Linked DNA regions of Hordeum vulgare: region 1 is linked to region 2. The links are chromatin contacts, called in public Hi-C maps. All regions are on one chromosome and are shown on one strand. Each heading gives the region's core, a stretch centred on a gene start, on an enhancer-like site or on the middle of the called end of the contact. The rest is flanking DNA. Distances are from core to core; before and after follow the strand shown.

What was found. A called contact is a pair of places that touch in the nucleus more often than the background predicts.
Region 1: a contact with region 2 is called in a Hi-C map of leaf, with 5 times the contacts expected there. The contact joins the enhancer-like site here to the promoter of LOC123403264 in region 2. A contact is called at or near these places in 2 of 6 Hi-C or Micro-C datasets (leaf and seedling).

What each region holds. Positions count from the first base shown.
Region 1 is chr6H:358,550,285-358,553,301 of MorexV3_pseudomolecules_assembly, reverse strand. No RefSeq gene overlaps it. Among protein-coding and RNA genes, the nearest start is that of LOC123402701, 13 kb to the left of the region's middle. Within about 2 kb of position 1,526, at least 3 of the 3 cell types and tissues checked have open chromatin away from gene starts, as enhancers often do. A contact at or near this core is called in leaf and seedling, where this site is marked.
Region 2 is chr6H:357,952,470-357,955,757 of MorexV3_pseudomolecules_assembly, reverse strand. It overlaps LOC123403264 (calcium uptake protein, mitochondrial-like), which reads right to left and starts at 1,806. Exons shown (of 9, transcript XR_006611443.1): 1 at 1,350-1,806; 2 at 943-1,010; 3 at 643-866; 4 at 31-114.

The DNA.
Region 1 (3,017 bases), core at 277-2,776, 600 kb before region 2:
TTCTTGTGCCTGCTTTCTCTTACTTGTGGCGTCATCCTTTCTTGTGCCTGCTTTCTTTTATTTGCCTCTTATTGACTGTAACATTTTTAGATTATGCGATCATTACAATTAAGCTATAGTAATACCCATAATAATGCCTAATTATTTTGCTAAACAGTGCATGATTAATATGGATTTCATATCTCATTTCAGATTCCACTATTAAATGCCCTAAAATTTTATTGTGATAACCTAAAATAAATCCTCAAACATCATATAAAAATGTTGCACCTTTTATAGAAAAATCAAAATAAATAATGTTAAGAAAAACAACATCACATGTCCCCTGGTGTGGACCCTACCTTTAAAAACAGAGCCAAAAACCAATTTTAAATGCTCGTTTGAATTATGAAAAAGTGTCAACATGTTCAAATAAATTCCATACTTTTTTGTGGCAGTGCCAATTATTAAATTTCAATTAATGGGCTAAGTCCCCTTTTTTTACCAGTGTATATTATCACAAAAATAAATAATTAACAGAACAAAAAAAGGAAAATAAAACAAAAATAAAAAGGCCTCTCTCGTTGAGCCTGAGTGACCCTGTCGGCCTAGCCCATCTCGCCCGTCGTCTTCCTCCCACTGCTCACAGGGGGAGACGTGGCCGTGGCGATGGCCGCCACCGGCCTCCCCCATTGCCGTGGCACGCATCCAGCGCCCCGCCCCGCGGCGCCTACAAGACCTACCCGTCGACCCCCCGAACCCTAGCCCCCTTCTTTCCCCTCCCTCTCGCGTCGCGCGCCTCTCCCTGCTCAGACTCGCGCAGCCACCGTCATGGCTCCTGGCTAGCCGTGGCCACACGCCCTCTCGTGCTCAGCCAAGGCACCCACAAGCTCCGCGCCAATCTCCTCGTCCTCCACGTGATGTGGATCTACCCTCGAAGGCAACCACGCCGTCGCCATTCTTCTTCTTCCTCCTCGGGTCCGAGGAAGCACCGCCGTCGATTCGTCGTCTGCATTGCACCAGCTCCTCCATCGGGCCTTCCCAGAGATGCCAGTGAACTCCTCTAGCCGCCCCTCTCCCTTAGTGCGCTCCCGTAGCTCCTTTAGTTAGCTGGCCTCGCAACCGAGCTCTGTTCGCCGCCATTGCCGATGTGCTCGTGCCGTGCGTGCGTTTGAGCACCTAAGTGCCACGAGCGTGCTCCAGGACGTCCCCTGCTTCGATTCCCCGTGCTAGATAGGTCGTTTGCGTGCTGGTTTGCTCGCTGCCATTGACGCCTGAAGCTTCTTCCGCCGGCGCCGACGCTGAACTCGCTACAGGCCACCATTGCTCGAACTGAAGCTTGGAACAGATCCACGATGATCTCAGCTCGCTATAGGAGGAAACGACGCTCGATTTGATCAATCCAACGCGAAACCCGAGCCTCGCCCGCTTCTCTGGTGCTCGCGAGAGCTACTCCGGTGCCAAACGCCGGCCGCCGCTGACGTGGTGGGTCGGGGCCACTCGCAGGGTCACTGACCTGCGGGGCCCGCGGTTCTGGTTGACCAGTTGACTTGGTCAACTGGCTGACTGGGCAGCCCTAGTCACTGACAGGTGGGCCACCCCTGCCAGCTGACTAATCCAGTAATTAGATTAAGTTAAATTAATTAAATAACCTAATATGACACTGACACATGGACCCCACTTGCTAATTAAATCAGCTTTTAGAACTAATAAAATATGTTTAACCCTGAGCCTATGGCACGTGGGGTCCATTGGTCAGGTTTGACCAGGTTTGACCAGTCAGCCCCATAGTTGACTGCTGACGTCAATGTGACCTCATGATGACTTCATTTTTCCTTCTCTGTCGAATTTAATAGTTAAAATAATTTTAGAAAATATTTAAAATTTTAAAAATAAATAGAAAAATAAACGTAATTGAGATGAAAATAATTTATACATGAAAGTTGCTTAGAAAAATCCAACAAATCCGAATACGCTACCTGTTCATTTGTCACATGCCTCTAACATGATGAACATGGAACTTTCCTCCCCGTTTTCATTTGTCCGGTACTTGACACAGACCGAGAAAATATCATGTGATATTTTTCCGATCCGTCTATGACGGGTGATACTGTGTTAGTACATGCCTAGCCATGCATATTGCCATGCCATGCATCGTATTTGCACCTGTTGCTGTTATTTATTGTTTCTTCCCCTCTTCTCTCCGGTAGACCCCGAGACTGACGTTGCTGTCGGGTACGACTACCCATCTGACGAGCAACCCTTTGCCGCGGAGCAACAAGGCAAGCAAACCCCCCTTGATCATTCCTATATCGCCTATTCTTTCTCCCTCATGCTTGCATTAGAATTTTGCTACTATTGTAGTTAGCTCCTATATCTGATGCATGTCATGTTTTTGATAAACTGATGCATTATTCTATTTCACCTTAAAACTGCTTAGTATAGGTGGATCAGCCATCCCCTTTGCCCCCTTAGTCCAGTTGCCCCCGCTTTATCGTCAAGTCTCGATCAACTGATCGACGAGCCAAGACCCGACACAACACTCACACACCCCTTAGTTGTACGACGTTGCACAACTACTATCGAGTACCGAGGGTGATACCTTGTTACATACTCCGATGTTAGCGTTGTGGAGTAGTTGACCGGCGGTGGTTCTCGGAGGGTGATTCCTCCTTCACCACCTCCGATAACGACTCTGTCGTACAACCCATCAAGCGTGGTCCACCGAGGGTGATTCATCCCTGACCACCTTGACGGTTACATCATTCGGAATCCATCGAGGGTGATACCTCGGATCCCTCTGATGTTACAACCACATAGTTACTTGACCGTGCTACTGGGAACATGAATGATGTGTTGCGGGTGGATTCCCGCGTGGATGAGATGATGAGTTAATTAAAATGCTAAGGATTTGGGTATTTGATCTGGGTTGGTCGAAGACCTTTTTGCACTAACCGTCTACGTGGGAGAAGTTATGGGTACTCGACGCCGTGGTATCAATCGAAGCTCTTCAGACGTCAGCAATGGAGCGGTGCGCG
Region 2 (3,288 bases), core at 557-3,056:
ATTGGTTCCAGCGGCTGTAAGATAGCTTACCCATTGTGGTCAAGGTCAAACATCTTGAAAGCTATACTGAAGCTCGACTCAGGAATGCTAAGCAATGTTACAAAAAAGATATACCTGCACAAGGCAACACGAGCAGTTTAAGAAATGCATTTAGTTGACAGCACTAATGGTTGCAGAAAATATAAAACCACACTTGTAACAGACTAAAAGGGTAGAGGCATGCAAATGCTGATAGCCTAATACCATAGTTGCACCTATATACATACATGTATTATTATCTATAAGAAAACATGCATGCTCGTTGAGGAGATTCAAGCTCAATAGGCATTACCGATGTAATATCTATGTGGCAGCTTTGTTAAGTACTCCCTCCGTTCCTAAATATAAGTCTTTTTAGAGATTTTACCGGGAGACTACATATAGACATATTTTAGAGTGTATATTCACTCATTTTGCTTTGTATGTAGTCACTTAGTGAAATCTCTAAAAAGACTTATATTTAGGAACGGAGGGAATATTACATTACAAATTGTATGATAATAGTTAGACAAACTACAAAAACCTTCCTAACGGATAGAAAATTGGATACCACGTCAAGTGGAAAATATGCTAGGCATTTCAGATGAAGCAAGAAGCACTTACTCGGCAAAGGAGATGAGCCCATCGCCGTTTGTGTCGAACAGCATGAAAAACTCAGAAGGAGCACACTGTAGCTCACCAGGGTTGCGCTCCCCTCTGAGTCTTCCTTCCCTGACAACATTAGATTCGGATGGAGGGAAAACGGGAACAATAGCCCTCATCAAGTCCGCAGGTAACATGTAGACTTCGCCCTCCGGGTTCCGGATGGACGCAAAGTACTCAAAGATCTACCAGGAAGAACACCACAATTAGAACAGTATAGTAATCTATTGAATCACAGTGCATGCAGCACGACGTGGTTACCTTCTCAGGAGGGCTGCGCGTCCGAATGCGCTTCTCATAGTTGAAGAACACCCTTCTGCGATACGAGTCTGCAAAGCGAAGCGGAGAAAAAGGACGGTGAGCAATTGCGCCGCTTCCAGGAATCCGTCATGTGAGCGTTAGGATTGAGGAGAAGAAATGGCGAGAATGTTGGCTCGGCACACGATCGGAGGAAGAGCCCTATTCGTCGAGTGGCCGATCCATACGAAAATCGTTTCTCTGTCCTCACAAAACTCAAGAGTAACAGAAACTTGGCTCACAAAATTGCAAACGGAAACTTGCTTCGCAAAATTCCACATGAATTGTTTGACCAGGTTATAAAGCTTTTGCGAATTATACTCCATGCATGGGTGCAGCCGTACGTGAGATCAAAAACGAAGGGCACGCACCTCGGAAGAGGAACCTGCGCTTCTCCTCCTCGGGCTCCTCCACGGCGCCCACGTCCCCAAAGCCCGCCTGCGCCACGGCGAAGTCCCCCTGGCCAGAGTCCGCGAGCGGCTGCGGCGACGGGGGGAGCAGCCAGATCCCCAGCCCCGACCCGGCAGCCAGCGCGGCCGCCGCTGTAGCCCTCGCGTCGCGGCGGGGCGCGGCGCCCTCGGCGGCGGCCGTGGAGAAGGCCCGGAGCCGTCGAACGGCGGATCGGAGGAGCGAGGCGCGGGCCAGCGCGGCCATGGCGGTGGTGGGATTGACGTGCGTTCTCGGAAGGGAAGGGAAGGGGAAGGGAAGGAGAGGAAGCGGCGATGCGGGGGCGCACGGGTGGGACGCGGTGGCCTGGCTGGCCGAAATGTGAGGCAAGGAACGGGAGATTAGCGTGGGGCTAAAAGCTGCCATTATTGGGGCCCCTTTTATGGTCGGTCGCGAGACGACGACCCGACCGGTTTTCTAGCGCCATCGCCTCGACCCATGCGACACGAGCACGACCCAACCAAGTTGCTGCTGCTGCTGCTGCTGCTGCTGCTGCTTTTCCATCGGTTCGTGAGGAAAACAACAGAGGAAATGCTTCTTCTTCCTGCTGCAACTCCTCCGCTTGCTGTGCCGCATCCCGTTTGTGCTTTCTTTGGCTACTAGTACGGCTATCACGTGGCCACCCTCCTCTGATCTGCGCGCCGATGAAGTGGCGTGCTCGCCCATGGAATCGGGTTCGATCTTCAGACATATAGCACGGCATTCACATGCGACGTTCGGAAATTCATCCCCATCGGCAACATGCCAACATGTACGAACGGGGAGAAATTAATTATAATCAGCGGTCGAGGATTGATTGGTAACAATGGGACGACCAAAACACCAAATATTTTCAAAACAGAGCTTCTCATACGAAAAGGAAAAAACACAGTTAAGGCCCTGTTGCAAGAGGATGGATGCAAATGCACCACTAATGAAGAGATGAGTTCTTTGGCAGCTACTTCCTCCATAAACTACTTTAGTGATCTAAATATTTTTATATTAGTTTATAAAGAAAGTACCTTTTATAAAAAAGCTTTTTACATTAGATGGTTCAAATTAGATGGACAGAGTGATGCAGCATATTGAGAGAGAGTTTCTAAGGATATGAATAATAAGTCATCACGGATGATGAAATTGAGCGTGCACTTTTTCAGATGGGGCTCATAAAAGCACTGGGTCCTCATGGACTCCCTTCTCTATTCTACCAACGCCCCGGAAAGTTGGTCAGGGCATGTTCAATGCGTAGCCTCAAGGTGATGCTTCGTATTCCATGTAAGATCGGATGCGAGAAAAAGTAGATTCAGATGAGGAAACAGGATTCTTTGCAGGAGTCACGTGCTTGAAGAGAAAAGGTATGATCCGATGTAAAAAAGTTGAAAATATTAGGATGAAAAGTAGAGATGCATGTGTATTAGAGTCTTTATTTTCTATTTTTTGCTCAGGCCCACTAATGATAGCTTGCATTGGGGAGAAAAAAAATCAACATAAATGCTTCAAACTACTTTTTGTCATGGGACATCTGTATTCATATGTCATCATTGTGCATGCCCTTAGAGGGGATGCATGTAAGGTAATCAGAGATTTTCTGGACGGTTCAGCTACTCAGGACGGTTTTAATGATATTGTTATAGTAATGATTCCAAAGATTAACTCACCGGAGTTAGTTTCTCAGTTTCGACCGATCAGCTAGTGCAACGTGCTTTATAAAATACTTGCAAAGGTGTTAACAAATAGGCCGAAGGGTGTGCCGACAGTTATGATCTCAGAGGAACAAAGCGCTTTATACCGGGCAGGCTTATCACTGGTAACATTTTAGTGGCGTATGAGTGTGTGCGTGCGTTGGGGACTCGGAAAAGGAAAAAAAGGCCCAGTGTGCGATTA